2 separate regions of the Mus musculus genome follow, and region 2 is linked to region 1. Evidence: chromatin contacts called from public Hi-C data. All regions are on one chromosome and are shown on one strand. The core of a region is the stretch at or near the end of the contact, and the rest is flanking DNA. Distances in the headings are between cores, read along the strand shown.

Region 1 (4,155 bases), core at 1,368-3,867:
ACTGTAACTGGGCCTCTTTCCAATGTGGCCACATTAAATACATCTCTCTGCTTTTGGCTTTTTCTGTGTCTTGTCTCTTTACTGGTCCTACAGAGGACTGGTGACTAAGCCTTGCTTGTTAGGGCTTTTAGAGCTCAATCTTTGACCCTAACAGCACCTTGGATAGATTAGTTTACCTTCCTCTACTTAGAATAGCATTGACCATCATAGTCTATGAAGTCTATAGAAAATGTAGTGTGTCAGCTCATGTGTATTCAAAGAATGGTAGCTCCCATGAACTACAACCCAGAGAAGGGTAGTGGCTTTGCCAGGGTCAGATAAGAAATGAATGGTTGAATGAATCCTAGACTCTGGGTCTGTACACCCTCCAGGTTACACAATTCTCTTTGCTAAGAAAGGGCAGAGAAGTCTCCTTTGAGGTCAGAAACGATCACTCTCAAGTCGAGTTGACTTCTTAAGTCAAATCTATTTTATTTATTTATTTTTTGCTACTTCAAGAATGTATTTAATTTTTTCCCAAAAGAAAAATTCATAATTATAGTCAAATTGATTTTAAAGAGGAGACAAATATTTACTTATCTACTGGTTATTGTCCCAAGTCCTGGCCAAAGGAAGCCACAGCCAGGCCTGGCAGGCTCTGAAACCCCACCACAGGCTTAGTTCCTCTTTCTGTTGCTCTTTGGAGCCTGCAGCAGATAGACTGACCTTATCAGCCTTATCAAAGTACTCCAGGCCAGAAGAATAATTGTCTGGTCCTTGGAGCTCTTGAGGCGGGGGAGATCTTGTAAACAAACAGAGTCCACATAGAGGCAGTGGGGGAGGGTCAAAGGAAAAGAATCCTTGACATTTTAGAGATGGGGCCAAGATTAAAAGGACACCAGGCCCAGCCCCTATTGGCTGCTTCTGTAACGACTGACAAATGCATGCAGCTTCACTGGATGCCAAGGCTTTTCTTTAAATATCGCTGGGAGCTGGGGCATTCCCAGGGTGGTGTTGGCTTGATCCAGGCCTAATCCCTGCCCAGGGTTGACCTTTCACAGTTTACAGAGCACTTTATCTCCTGGCTCTGTGGAGTTTCACAAACTCTCTCAGAGAAAAGAGCTTTATCATCACCCCAATTCCCAGGCGAGGAAATTGAGGATCCAAAAGCAAGCGAGCATCTCCCCAATTCACAGCTCCAAGCAGTGGGGGCTGGGAAGACAGCATATACATACATACATATATATATATCCTGGCAGCAAATGCCAACCTCTTCCTATCCCCTTAGAGTCTTCCCCACAGACGTCCTTACCGCAGCATCGGTCTGTGTTCTAGATGAGCCCAGATCTTGCCCCACAAGAAAATCCACAGACCGAAGACACTGGTGTGCCAACACAACTGTGCTCGGAGAAAGAAGCTCGTCAAAGTGTCTACATGGCATATTTCCATTTACAGAAAATGGAAGCTGATCTACAGAAAAGGATAGAAAGTAGGCAAAAGCTATTTGCTGAAGGGAGACAGGAGAAAAATGTACAAAGGCCAGAAAAAAAATGGAGGTTATGAAAATGCTGGCTGTCTGGATGGTGGGGAAGCTTTCCCAGGTCTGTAGCTCACAGAGCTCGGCAAGCCCTTGTGGTTTAGCATGGACCAATTACTTCTCCATGAATGCAGAGAAAAAGAGGAAGCTTGGGGAGATGAGAGAAGAAGGACAGCACATCATTCATTGTCTTGAAGCGAGATCCCAATGGGAACACTGTGTACCATTAAGCATATAGGGGAAAGGAGGGGAACTGTTCTCTGTCAGGGGCTTCTAAGGCAATTTTCAGGAGAGAGCTACAGAAACGTGCATTGGTCAAGATATGGGCTGGGGAGTTAAAAAAGAAAAAGGCAGAAATGCAAGTAGCCCCCCCAAGTTTTGGAGGTGCTGACATTAAAGTGAGTTGTATCCTATTTTCTTTGGGTATTCAGACACATGCCCTCCTTGGCAGGGCGCTTGGCTTTGCTAATAAGATCCCTACGTCTTGGAGGACATCTCTCAGGTCCTGCACTCTCAGGTTTCCCCTTTGAGTTCTCCTGCCAAATGTTCCCTGGCTGAGCCATGGGTAAGCTCAGGCCCAAGGCCCTCGGTGCCCCCATTTCAGCCTTTTCGAAATCAGAGTAAGAAGGTGGGGGATGACTGGGGGGCTTCATGTGTGATGTGCTAATATTCTAGGTCCAGTAGTAACTGATAAGTATACTTGGAGGATTTTGAATAGTTTATTAGAATATACTATAGTGTAGTAGAAGGACAGTTAAGATTTGTTACAACATAGTACCCCAATTAACTGGCTAATTGATTCCAAAGCCAATTCTAACCACTGCTCTTAAGAGTTTGAAAAAAATGCTCACGTGGGCTTTGGACGATTTATTATTCATATTTTTACATAAGGACTCTCTCAGTCACACGAGAAACCTACACATGAAATCATGGATTAGCTCTTGCTTTCAATTTCCTTGGAATGTTTGTTGGTTTTAAAAGGGCTCTCTTTCAAAAGTGTCCTTATTAATTAAATCAACCAGTCAGCCGCATTCCCTGCTTCTAACTCAGCACTCAAGTTTAAACTTGGTTCGGGAGTCAGCTTTCCAACCTTGGCTTAAGGGGCATTAGTCACTCTGAGCAAAATATGGCATCTGAACAGCTGTCTTGGGTACTGAGCGTCCAGGCCTATGTGTCTGGAGAACAGACAAAGGGGGTAGGTGTGGAAGGGAGGCAAGTTTAATTTCTGAATATATATATGTTCTGCACCCCAGGCTTTTTACAAAGAATATCTCTTGATTTTCTCAACAGGTCATGAGTGTGTTCTGCCTTCCCCATTATAACAAGGTCAAGATTGGTCAAAGACCATCCTGTTAACAAGGGGTAGAGCTGGGGCTAGAGTACAAACACTGACTCCTCTGCAGTCTTTCCTGTGTGCTGTCATGTATGTATACATGTATGTATACATCTGTGTGCTGTCATGTATGTATACATCTGCCCTAAACTTCTGACCCCCAAATACAGTGCTTTTATTCCAAGATCCAGATGGCAAAACAGAAACTCAAAAATGCGATATTCTCCACATAAACTAAACACAGACTCTGGACTCGAATTTCACAGTCCTGGGAGGATTACTTCACCTATCATCCATCCATCAGCACCAATCCACCTACCCACTCACCCATCCACCCACCCTCTTACCCACCCACTCACCCCCTCACCCATCCACCCACCCCCTCACCCATCCACCCACCCTCTTACCCACCCACTCACCCCCTCACCCATCCACCCACCCCCTCACCCATCCACCCACTCATTCACCCTCCACCCACCCACTCACCCATTCACCCACCCACTCACCCATCCACCCACCCCCTCACCCATCCACCCACCCCCTCACCCATCCACCCACCCCCTCACCCATCCACCCACCCCCTCACCCATCCACCCACCCACTCACCCATCCACCCACTCACTCAAGAGAGTGTCAAGAGCTCACCCTGCTCTGGGGACTGCCTGGTTTCTTAGAGATGGGGCAAATTGTAGATAGTCCCCACTCTTTAAGAACTTGTAGTCGAATAAAGAAGGAAAACACACCACATTAGACAACCTAATTGGAGCATGAAGGGTCCTCTAAGGTACTATGAAAGAGATGGGAACATAGAAGACAAAGCATCCAATTACCTTGCCAATAAAGCAAGGGAGGTTCCAGAAAGGAGGTGACATTGGACTATAAATACACACTCTCCCAGAAGAGAAAGGGGGAGGAAGGTTTCTCTAGGCAGAGAGCACCAAAGCACTGCTGCGCACACACCGAATCCCTGCCACCTGCTTAAAGCACCGTCTCTAATGCCTAGAATTCTGTGGACTAGGTATTATCCATAACACTTCACAGAATAGGAGCATAGGCACACAGAGGTTAAGTACTTGGCCCGTGGTTAGAGGTCTGCTAAGACAGGCCTTGAAGTCAACTCTTGAAACCTGGTTTCAAAGGTCATCCTCTTAGACACTCACTCACTGAGAACTGAGTGGGGGCCATCTGTTAGGAGTTTCTTGTGAGGAGGGACACATAAACAGGAAGCAAGCCATGGGCTCTTCCTGTAGGCTTTCTCCACGCAGCCTTATGCTGCTAATCTCAGGAACTTGGACTTGCTAGATCC
Region 2 (4,135 bases), core at 934-3,433, 510 kb after region 1:
AGCTTGGGCAATCGCAGGTGCTTGCTGGTGTTACATTGTTGGCTGTGGGTGATATTCTGATATCTTCTTGATCCTGCATGTGGCCTTATGACATAACCCCTTGTATCTTTCCCTCAGCCTCATTTGCTTCTGATTCCTGGAACACCGTGGAAAGACATTTTCTGCCCCAGGTTCTTAGAACATGATGTTTAATTGGAATTCTTTTGACGCTTTTCATTTTGTCAAAAAATGTTATCTGGCTTATCCTTATAGCATGGCATTAGAACGTAATAATGGGGTTGAGATTTGGAGTGTTTATTTTACACAGTGCCAAGGGATAAAATTTAAGAGTTTATTAATTTCATAGAATGAATTAGGTAGAGTACTGAAAGTGGTTCTGAGGTTGTCTGTGGGACTGTGTGTAGCACTTTTTTTGAGATAAGTTTACTCTGTCTCCAGTCACCCTTAAACCTCCTCTGCCTTGTGTGCCGAGGGTGGAGGGTGTTTGCCTTGCTGCCCCCCCCCCCCTTCCTGAGCATCTTTCTCTAACTAGGCAGTTCTGAGTCCCAGGAGTTTTTATTTCTGTTCCTGGTAACTCGCAAGGGGTAGTATTGCCAGGGTCCCTGTGAGAGATGGTTGGGGGGAGTATAGGAATTGCAGAGTCAGGTAGCATAGAGGTCTTGCCATGAGAGTATCCAGAACAAAGGGAGGGAGAGAGAACAAGATGGAGGTAGAGAGGCAATTAGTAGGCTGGGAAAGAAGTTGCAGAATGTCATCTGAAATAATAGCATTATCTCCACAGTGTTAGCACTTTGTAAATGCATTCAGAACTTTCTTCCAGTCAATCTTGCTTCAGAAGATTCCTTAGAGAGGCTTCCCCTGAGCCTCTGCCTATATATCAGCATGTTCAGTCTATATATCAGCATGTTCAGTCTATATATCAGCATGTTCTGCCTATATATCAGCATGTTCATCATCTTATGATGTTTGCTACTCTCCAGAAACACATTGTTTAATTCCTTGATTTTATTGAGGGAGAAGATATGAACCCTTCAAATATCGTCTTGGCTTCTTGAAGTCAATAGCCTTAGTATTTTCTCTCCAGTGCCTAGAAATATGGCTAAAACTTTAGTTGGAAGCCAGGAGATGCCTTAGTTTGTAAACTGCACTTGCTGTGTAAGCATAAAAACAAAATTCTGATTCCAATACTCATGTAAAAATCCAGGCATGGTGGTAGGCACATATAATCCTCACACTGGGGAGGTAGAGGCAAGAGGAGCTCTTGAGCTTGCTGGCCTGCTATCTTCTCTGAATCAGTGAGTTACAGATACAACGTTAGACACTATCTAAAAAAAAAAAAGTAGGGAGGAATTGAGGAAAATATTAGACAATGACACCTTGCCTTTACATGGGTACATACATGCACATATGCGCACAGGCATTCACAAACATACTACATATACACACACTAAATAAATAAAAAGATAGATAGATAGATAATCATTTAAATCCTTAGTCAGCTCTGGTGATTATTAGTTGAAAGGGTGGATGTACATGGTTGTGGTTTAACCCCCCATGATGGCTGTAGCTCTCTTAGCCAGGCTAAGCAGTGCATATACAGTCTTGGAGATTATTTTTCTGATTTTTATTTATTTTCAAAGTTCCGTTTACTGCCAGACTTGTAATTGATAAAAACAAAAATTTTGCAACAGATGGTACCACCTGCAATACAACTAAGTCGTCGTCGTCGTCGTCGTCGTCGTCGTCGTCGTCGTCGTCGTCGTCGTCTTCTTCTTCTTCTTCTTCTTCTTCTTCTTCTTCTTCTTCTTCTTCTTCTTCTTCTTCTTCTTCTTCTTCTTCTTCTTCTTCTTCTTCTTCTTCTTCTTCTTCTTCTTCTCCTATCCCTACCTCTCCCCGTCAGATATCAATAAACAAAGTTGTTTTTTTTAATTCTTCATTTGGAGGAAGGGTACATTTACTATTGTGAGTCAGGCAAGGAAAGTCTGTAACCACAGGGACAGCTGGAGAGTCAGGTCCATAGAGGGTACCCAGGGCAGGTGAGAAGGCGCCTCCCTGTCTGCTAACAGCAGCTGGGTACTAGCCCTGCCCTCCCCAAAGACATTCAGTTGAAACCAGTGCTCTATGGGATTCTTCCCAGCTGACAGAAGCAGATGCCTGCGGGCAGCAGAGAATCTGCCTGTGGCACCAGTGGCAGAGGTGCCATTCATTTATGACTCATGAAGACAGGAGATGGCTGAGGGGCCAGTCAGTTGCCTCGTGTTTCCTTCCTCGGCTGGCACAATCCACTTTGCTCTAGCTTTGCTCTGGATGTAGTTTCTGCACTAGGAGAATTTCCTTTGCTTATGCTCACAAGGGCAAAACTGGGCCAGAGATATGGAAAGCTCTACATATTCCATTAAAGCATTTGAGCCAATTCATAGTTCCTGCCTTTACCTGTCACAGGAGGGAGCCTGTCAGGATTCCATCACAAGCAATCTGTTAAGAGCAGCAGCTCCTCTGTGCAGTCTGAGGAGGCAAAGAAGGCCGTCACAGTACCTTCCATGACTTAGCTAGGATGGATGGGCAGTTGAGAGGTGGAGTGCATGGTGGACATAACAGTGCACGAGAGGGAGGCTGTTTCTGTTCTTGGGCTGGAAAGGTTACTTAGTAAGTCACTTAATTAACCCCAGTGGCTTTTGGCTCACTCATCTCTAACAAGGGATGCTGGCTGTGGACATGGGACGGCAGATAAATTAGTTAGTTCTAGTGAGTTGTGAGTTGCTGTCAGGAGCACAATGGAGGGACAGGGAAATTCAGTCTCTGCTAAGAGAGGAACAGCAGTCACCTCTTGATGTTTGCTCAGTGTGTGGATGGGGGTGGGGTAGTCACACTTGCCAAGTGTAATTGGATTCGCTGGTAACTTCTGCCTAAGTTATGTGTCCATCTGTTGTGCGGTGACTCTAGAGAAGCTGGATAATGTTTCCCAATTATAATAATTTCTCAGGACTCTATTATGATGGTGAGGAATATACACCTAGCCATTATTATATTTAAGATTATGTTATTTAAAAGTGGGGCTTGGGAGATGGCTCAGTCAGTACAGTGCTTGCTGAGGATCTAAGTTCAGGTCCTTCAAACTTGTGTAAAATCCTGGGCATGCCAGTGCATACTCACAGTTCCAGCACTGGGTTGAGCAGAGACAGGAGGATCTTTGGAGCTCCCTGGCCAGCTAGCTTAGCCAAGTGAGTGATCTTCAGGATCAGTGAGACAGAAAATAATGTGCAGAGAAACTGATGTAGACTCTTAATATCAACTCCAGGCTTGCATACGCACATATGCATCACACCACACTCATAGGGGCATTCTCTCTCTCTCTCTCTCTCTCTCTCACACACACACACACACACACACACACACACACACACACACACAATTCCTTATAGTCAGAGGGACTAAGGGTCATATGATTAGACAACTTGCCCATGATAACTGAGCTAGTAATGATAGTTGAACTCCCAGCGGGAGTTCCATTCTAGGGCTTCAGGTCTTCATATTCCCCATGATGAATGGCCACTCATCCTACTTCCAAACTAAAGCACATCTTAGTACAGGTTATCACAAAATCCAGTGTCTATGGCATTGCTTGTGGGTACTCTGGGCTGAGAAAGGTATGCCAAAGGTTTATTTGATCCTAATTGTTTTAAGTCTTTAATGTTTATGCAGTATTCTCAAAATAACATGAACATTCACTGAGTCCTAGTGACACATGGGACACTGTATGGAATGCTTTACTGGCATGAAGTCAGTTAACCTATACCAGCTATGACTCAATCTTTCAGGTGACTTACACTTAGGCAGCTGTCCCCAAGGTCATGCTGCTGGGGTTGAAGCCTGGCCTACCTCTGCAGTCCATGGTGGTGGCTGTTGTTCTGAGGTGAACACATGGCAGCTTTAGAAGAGCGTGTAAGTTGGACAGTTGAGATGAGGGTCCCTGTCCTCTCCTCTGGACTGTCCTACAGAGCCTAGTGAACATCTTAGCCATGCTCCTTTGTGTCAAAAGGCGGGTGATCCAACCTCTGTTTCATTGCTTGTCTTTGCCTGAGCTGGGAGTGCTGGGCCAGCCACAGAGGAGCCCAAGGCAGCCTGGCCTCATCTC

What was found. Hi-C and Micro-C count contacts between places; a contact is called where the count stands out from the background.
Region 2: a Hi-C map of myocytes shows a contact between it and region 1, with 5 times the contacts expected there. The contact joins two enhancer-like sites. A contact is called at or near these places in 3 of 484 Hi-C or Micro-C datasets (bone marrow-derived macrophages, muscle stem cells and myocytes).

The regions. Positions count from the first base shown.
Region 1 is chr4:95,156,229-95,160,383 of GRCm38.p6, forward strand. The region is part of intron 3 of Junos (a long non-coding RNA gene); the gene reads left to right. Among named protein-coding and RNA genes, the nearest start is that of Gm12708, 35 kb to the right of the region's middle. Within about 2 kb of position 2,618, at least 42 of the 459 cell types and tissues checked have an H3K27ac peak or open chromatin away from gene starts, as enhancers often do. A contact at or near this core is called in muscle stem cells and myocytes, where this site is marked.
Region 2 is chr4:95,661,673-95,665,807 of GRCm38.p6, forward strand. All of the region lies in intron 5 of Fggy (FGGY carbohydrate kinase domain containing), which reads left to right. Among named protein-coding and RNA genes, the nearest start is that of Fggy, 110 kb to the left of the region's middle. Within about 2 kb of position 2,184, at least 12 of the 459 cell types and tissues checked have an H3K27ac peak or open chromatin away from gene starts, as enhancers often do. A contact at or near this core is called in muscle stem cells and myocytes, where this site is marked.